Linked DNA regions of Rattus norvegicus: region 2 is linked to region 1. Evidence: chromatin contacts called from public Hi-C data. All regions are on one chromosome and are shown on one strand. Each heading gives the region's core, a stretch centred on a gene start, on an enhancer-like site or on the middle of the called end of the contact. The rest is flanking DNA. Distances are from core to core; before and after follow the strand shown.

Region 1 (3,884 bases), core at 649-3,148:
CAGTTCATCTAGGAATGTTCCAAACCTATCTCCTTTCCATCCTCTGTGATCAGCACTTCATCTGGAAGTTTGCCAGTTACCATGGTAAGGTTTTTGTTTTGTTCATGAATATGTATGATCCCTTAACAGACACCTGTAGCCTTCTTAAGTATTGGATTCTAAAGTAACTTACTGGAGACCAGTGGTAAGCAAGAAGTAAACAATGTCCTTCATACCATAGACTTAACATTCAGGTTGAAGAAGGTTGATAATGAGCAGAAAATAACCAAATCATTTCCATTGGTGGGGAAGTACTATCACAGGTCAGGCGGTGGGTTTATTTCTTTAATTTTATATTCATTTACTTACTGTGTGTGTAGGTGTGTGTGCATGTCAAGGGATGTACATGTGCATGTGTTTGTATGTGTATGCATGTGTGTTTCTGTGTATGCATCTGTGTGTATGTTTTTACCTGTGCTTGCATGTGTGTATGCATGTTTCTGCACATGTGTATATGTTTGCATTTGTGTGTGTTTGCATGTGTATATGTGTTTGTTTGAGTGTCTGTATTTGTCAGTATGTTTGCATATATGTTTGCATGTGTGTTTGTGTGTCAGAAGGCAACTTGGAATTCTTTGTCCTTCCATCATGTGAATTCTGAGGGTAGAATTCAGGTTGTCAGACTGGTATTAGCCTCATGAGTTTATTTTTTATCTGACTGCTCTCTCTTGCAATGCACTTTTAAAATCTTCCCATGTTCTGATTGAAGAAGCATTGGTTCTGCTGTGTGAAAAATCCCTGGAGCATGTTGATCTTCAGTTCACACCAGAAGGCTGAAGATGCCGAGTTCTGCTACCCATTCAGAGACGCAGCAGTAGTTCAGGAAGCAGTGAGATGGGCCAGGAGGGTAAATGTTTACCAGGGAAACTAAGGCAACAAGGCAAATAAGCTCTGCTCCTGTCTTAGATCTCCTTATTTGGTGGAGTTCAAAAGGTGTCACCTTCATTTAAGGTGGGATTTCCCACTCCAAATAAGCTAATCGAGAAAATTCCTTCAAGTAACTGATCAAGAAAATGCCCAACAGCTTATCTCTTAGTTGTTTCCAGATCCAGTAAAGTTGGCAAACATGATGAATTATTGAGGAATGATAAAGTTCTCGTGTAAATAGAAACTGTTTTATATGTCTCAAGAGATTCACTAAGAGGCCAGGCATACCTGTAAATATTATTGAGAAGATTAGTCACTGATTCATTGATAACGTAGCTGATTTGGTTTCAAGGTAGCCCAGAGCTTCTCGGATTTTATTGGGATTTATCAGGAGTCCTTGCTAAAAGTCAATAGCCCAAGTTTCCATGAAGTATTTCACCTGTGAGTCCCATAGTAAAACTACAACACAGCTTTTATGTAGAATCAGTCAAGACATTAGGATGGATGCATAAACCAAGGAGTAAGGGCAGGAGATGGACACACAGATAGAGCCACTGATACAGGAGCTATAAATTAGAAGCTGAATTCATAGAAGGATTCTAGATACATAGGGACAGGATAGAGGACACAGCCACATTATTGTCCCTGTGGCCTGTGCTGATGGTTGGCAAAGTCAGCTCCATTGTAAAATGTAATCTCTACCTCAGGCAGGGATAGGATCATTCTGATGCTAAACAATTAACACAGTCTGTGTGAAAAATAACTTCTTTCCTGTAACCAGTTCCCACTTAAACTACCTTTGTAGGGCCACAGTTCCCTGAATATGTAAGTCACTTTTAATTTTCATTCATGTAATAGGTAAAAGGTTATTCCAGACCTAGAGACAGAGGTACTCATATTCCAACAAGACCCACAAATAAGGCACCATGTGGTAGTAACAGATATGTTCCAGCAGAAGCAGTGATATCAACAGGGTCACAGTCCATCAGATATTACCTAATCAGGCCTTTTCCAGGTTATGGAGAAAAAGGTTCTCAGCAAAGGCTTAGACCATAAGAACAGAGAAGAGTACATGTGCCACTCCCTCCTCCAAAAATGTGTAGATTCCAAGAAAAGCATCCATAGAAGTTGTGGGAACCTACAATAAAAAGTAACTGATAATTCCTTAAGAACTAGGGCCCATTTGCACTTCAAAAGCTGACAGACTCCTATTTCTCAAGAGGATGCAGTGGCTGAGTATTTGAGTATATTTAATGTGTGGCCTAGAAGTATGGAACAAACATATGGAACTACATGGGTTATAATCAACTTTCAGTCCACAAATTCCTAGAGATGTGTTTCTGAGAACTTATAGAAACAGTGGCAGAAACATCTGGAAAAGGTAAGTTGATTACCAGAACTGACACTTCCATTCCATGCTCACCTGGCGTTAAAGGAAAGCTGGGTTCCTTACTGGTTCCACTTGAAGGAGCGCTTGATGCATGCCACACCTTTAGTTACTATCCACCAAGTTAAGACCCGAGATGCAGGGTTGGCGATTTAGCTCAGTGATAGTGCGCTTGCGTAGCAAGTGCAAGGCCCTGGGTTCGGTTATCAGCTTTGGGGGAAAAAAAAGACCTGAGATGCTCACTCAGGGTTTACAGCATATAAGACTACACCAAGGAAGGTGAATAAAAGTAAAAAACACATATGTAATACATGTGTGAAAACCAGGACCAGAAGATGGGACCAGGAAAGGTCAGAGCAATGCCTAAAGGCACTTTCTACCCACATTAAAGCAACCATTTAAGGAAGTATTTCTCAAAGCCCTAGGCTCTCCTTTGAGCTCCTAGGAAGATACGAGTTTAGGAAGGGGTAGGACAACATGGCTCCAGAGACAGATCTTGCCCCCACCCCTTTTCATAGCAGCCCGAGTCACAGCTCTAGCTTTAAATTGGAAATGCAATTAAGGGTTTAAATTAAGCCACACTAAGTTTTAATTACCAAATGTGACCAGGAAGTTATGGAATACACCCAAGATTTTGTTAAGGAAAGAGAAAACAGCGAATTCTACATAGCACAATTCAGCACACTGATTTCTTTTAAAAATACAGAACACTATGTCCATTTTCCTCAGATTTTAGTTGTAATTATTTCAAGATTCCATTGTCATACAAGTTTTTACTTAAAGCAAATTCCATGTTGTCATGTTCAAATAATTCAAGAATATTAATTTTCCCCTTTCCATCTTAACTTTTTGCATATTTCTAGTGTTGCATAATGGTTTCGCTCATTGATCGCTGCACATTAAATCTTTCATCAGAAGTTCAAAGTCTAATGTTTGGTCTTTTGCAAGAGAATCTATCTGGCGTTAGACAATAAGTCTCAAATAGGAAAATTAGAGAATTTGCCAAAGCACTGCATCTCGCTTCTGAGGTGAGAGCCTATACATTCTGCCAGCGAGATCCATACTCTCCGTCAGAGAGAGGAACTTGATGGCTCCCAATCTGAATCTAAACCTGTATCAACTTTCATTTAGACATGGTCACTCTTGTATAGAACTTTCTTCTAGATTAAGATATTTCAGAAGTGCAAAATACCTTTGGAAAACCCTGTTCAGCGATAGCAATCTAAATGAATCAGCCAGTATCACTCAGATTTATCAGACTTGTAACAATAAGTCGGGACAATATGTTGTCTGAGCAATGAGAACCACTCATTATTCTGTGATAGTTTTCAAGCCAACCTTCATTTCAATCAGAAATAACTGTGTTTTAAGCTAAACTAATATTTGTTTCTTCTAAATTATGTTTAAAATTAAATTTGCATCTGTCAGCCTAATACCTTTTGATATTAGTAAAATGTACTTTCCAGGGATCCCAGAGGGCCCTTCTTCTCTAGGTCTATGACTACTACATAACTGACCAACAAATATATATGCTGTCACAAAGGCATTTGCTTCAGCAGATAATCATGTAACTTTCAGAAATCATTTCACA
Region 2 (3,884 bases), core at 1,020-3,519, 170 kb before region 1:
ATGGCACCACGATGATACTTTATCAAACCTCTGGATTGTAAGCCAGTTCCAATTAAATGTTTTCCTTTATAAGAGTTGCCATAGCCATGGTGTCTCTTCGCTGTAATAGAAACTCTAAGACAGAAGGCACTGGCATATTGCTATGATCGATAATCATAGCAATGATTTTTTATTGGATATTTTTATTTACATTTCAAATGTTGTTGCCTTTCCCAGTTTCCCGAACATAAGCACCCTATCCCACCCCTCTCCCCTTCTTTTATAAGTGTGTTCCCTTCCCTATCTACTCCTCATTCCTGCCCCCCCACATACTTCTACACTGGGGGGGGGTCCAACCTTGACAGGACGAAAGACTTCTCCTTTCATTGATGCTCACCCTGGATAGCAAAAACTATTCTCAACAGTAAAAGAACTTCTGGGGAAATCACCTGACCTTGAGCAGTATTACAGAGCAATAGTGATAAAAACTGTATGAAATTGGTACAGAAACAGGCAGATAGATCAGTGGAATAGAATTGATACCCAGAAATGAACCCACACACCTATGGTCACTTGATATTTGACTCTCCAATGGAAAAAAGATAGCATGTTCAACAAATGGTGCTGGTTCAACTAAAGGTCAGCATGTTGAAGAATGCAGATCAATCCATTCTCATCACCCTGTACAAAGCTTAAGTCCAAGTGAATCAAGGACCTTACATCAAACTACATACACTCAAACTAATAGAAGAAAAAGTGGGGAAGAGCCTCAAACTGGAGAAGTTTTCCTGAACAGAACAGCATGATTTATGCTCTAAGATCAAGAATTGACCAATGGGACCTTATAAAACTGCAAAGCTTCTGTACGGGAAAGACCATGTTTTTTATGTAGAGGAATATGGACTTAGGGACTTTGAGTGATGGAATGCTTTCAGGGCTGATCAATGGGCCATACTATTAGGAACATGTGATGCTGAGGGTGATTTGAAGTGTGGAGATTCAAGAGATTTAAGAGAATAATATTAATATGTGACCTGGAAAGCATTCCTGTGGTGTTTTGGTCAATAATGTGACTACTTTTTACCCTTGTTTGAAAAGTCGGCCTGAGTGCTCTCTTCAGCAGCACACATTGGAACAATCTGGAGATAAACATGGCCCCTGCACAAGAGTGATGCACAAATTCATGAAGTGTTCTATATTTTTAATTTGAGCATCAGCAGAAAGAGCTGGAGAAGTCTGCTACCCTATCATGACCAAGCTGTACCAGAGTGCTGGTGGCAGGCCTGGAGGAATGCCTGGTGGCTTCCCTGGTGGAGAAACTTCTCTATCTGGTGGTGCTTCTTCAGGCCCCACCACCGAAGAGGTGGAGTAAGTCAGTCCAAGTAGAGGGTATAGCATTGTTTCACAGGGACCCAAAACAAGTAGCGTGGACTAATAAAACTATTTAAGTTGTTACAAAACTAAAAAAAAGAAATGTTGGCCTGAAGCAAAGTTGTTTTTTATTAATTACATTAGCAAAGGAAATTTCAAAACAACCTACTATTGACTCTGCCCTGTGGTTATTAGTGTTCATTCTAAAATCTATAGAAGATCTATAATAAAATGGAGCAAATTGAGCAAGGAAAAATACAAAACTACAGTTCCTATAAAAGGGTCACCAGGAAATGAAAAGGAGCTAAATCCTGTGTTCAAGGGGATGAGCAGATTAAAGGAAAACTTAGTGTTGAACAGAATAAAAGGAATGATGATCTCAGGGCAAGACCCCACCCAGATAAACTTTCAATTTTTGAAAACAATTAAAGAAAAGCTTAGTGCCCGGTATGGTGGACTATTCCTTTAAGCCCAGAACTCCAGGAGAAGAACAAAAGGATCTGTAAAATCAAGGTCAATATGGTCTACAGAGCAATTTCCAAGACAGCCAAAATTAGGCTGTGAAGGAAACCATCAAACCAAGAAAGCTAGTGGAAATAAAATTGAATTGGGGCGGGGGGAGTTGTTCCCCTCTAGCAGGTAGCAGAACTTGGCTACTTTGACCAAATGACTCTGGCTTTAAAGTCAAGGATAGAAGAGAAAGGTTATGGAATCTCCCTCTGTGACTAAGAAATGCTGCTGAGGTCAGGCATCTGTCAGGGGTGTCCCTGCATGGAGGTCCAGAGAGGCTGTCATGTGAACCTGTGAAAGTGAAGCCTCGATTGCCATGGAGACCCTAAAATGTTGGAGAGATCAGAGCCATGGAGTACCTGGTGAGGAAGGCTGCTAATGGGGTATGAAACCAGCCCACGAGAAAGGAGAGTGCTGCAGTCAACAAACCTGGAGGGAGGCGCAGATCTGAAGAGCATTTTGACATTGCACATGGCGATGAAAAGTTTGGAGTTTGCCAAAATGATTTTCAGCCTTGCTTTGGTCCAGTATTTCCTCACTATGCTCCCTTTCCACCCTTTTGAGTGTTAATGTGTGTTCTATTCCATTGTATGTTGGAAGTATGTGATCCGGTTTTTCATTTTGATTTTATCTGGGATTAGTTAAGAGATTGCAAAAGTCTCCGAAAAGACTTTGAACTTTCGACTGTTTAAGCAGTGCTGATACTGTGCTAGAGAAATTGCCCAGTGTTTAAAAGCACATACTGATTTCCCAGAAGACTGGAATTCAGCTCTCAGCAGCCACATTTAGCATCTCCCATCCTCCTGCAACTTCAGCCCCTGAGAGTCTGTTCAGACCCTTCAGGTTTCTACAAGCTTTCCCTCTGTGGCATTCTCTCTCTCTCTCTCTCTCTCTCTCTCTCTCTCTCTCTCTCTCTCTCTCTCTCTCTCTCTCTTTCTCTCTCTCTTTCTCTCTCCCTCTCTCTCTCTCTCTTCTCTCCCTCTCTCTCTCTCTCTCTCTCTCTCTCTCTCTCTCTCTCTCTCTCTCTCTCACACACACACACACACACACACTCAAGATTAATGGATCCTCAGCACTAAGAAACTTGTGACTGTATTTAGTGAATAAACATTACTATGTTGTGCATACCACTCATTTTTTTCTGAGATATGTTGTCTTATATTTATTTTTTTCATTGCTTAGCAAAGATGTATCTCTCATTTGGTTTTCTATTGGATTGTAACAAAGCCAAAAGCTTGTCTTGGAGCACTTACCCTGTGGTTACATAGCATACATGCATTGTTCTGTAACAGCCTCTTGACTGAGGTCTATGTTGGCTTTCGGACAGGAATGATAATTCTCTTGGATATAGAATTGTAGGTTAACAATATTTTCTTTTCATGGAAAACTTCCGGCTGAAATCCTTCTCTCCATTGTCATTTAATATTATTGGAATGTTTGATGCTGAGCCAATCTTTTTCTCCTTTCTCAGTAACTCCGTTGTTTTCCTCGTGGGATACTTACAGATACTATGAATTTCTGTCATAGGCATGTATTCCTCCTCACTGCTTCCCCCTATCTTTCATCTTTGTCCCATCATAATTTTCTCATACTTTTTCTCACAGTAATGGAAAGCTTTTGAAATTGGATTTTTATGTCACTAATTTGTTTTCTTGCAATAACATATCCCTCTTTACTGCTTCTATTATATTTACTTTGATGGTTCTTTCAGTCTGATGAAAAGATTGTGATATTTATCGGGGTAGTGAAGTGTGAAACGCACTTTGACAGTTTTGAGAGACATTCTTCCATTAGTGCTGATGCGTGGTGCTAAGAGCATCACTTCTTCCTATGAATTCACTCACCTTAGCAATGTAGTCCAGTTTGTGTAGTTATGTTATTTAAAAGGAACCCGTCCAAAGCCTGTCCCTCCCTGTATATACTATGTATGTTACACACAAACAGAGGGACCTCACTTACTTTCAACACCTTTTCTTTATTCTTGCCCATTTCCATTTATCATTTGTACTGAATGAACTAAACTA

The links. Hi-C and Micro-C count contacts between places; a contact is called where the count stands out from the background.
Region 2: a contact with region 1 is called in a Hi-C map of liver, with 5 times the contacts expected there. The contact joins two enhancer-like sites.

What each region holds. Positions count from the first base shown.
Region 1 is chr17:53,027,900-53,031,783 of GRCr8, reverse strand. No RefSeq gene overlaps it. Among named protein-coding and RNA genes, the nearest start is that of Inhba, 770 kb to the left of the region's middle. Within about 2 kb of position 1,898, at least 3 of the 93 cell types and tissues checked have an H3K27ac peak or open chromatin away from gene starts, as enhancers often do. A contact at or near this core is called in liver, where this site is marked.
Region 2 is chr17:53,202,291-53,206,174 of GRCr8, reverse strand. It overlaps the pseudogene LOC120097966. Among named protein-coding and RNA genes, the nearest start is that of Inhba, 600 kb to the left of the region's middle. Within about 2 kb of position 2,269, at least 4 of the 93 cell types and tissues checked have an H3K27ac peak or open chromatin away from gene starts, as enhancers often do. A contact at or near this core is called in liver, where this site is marked.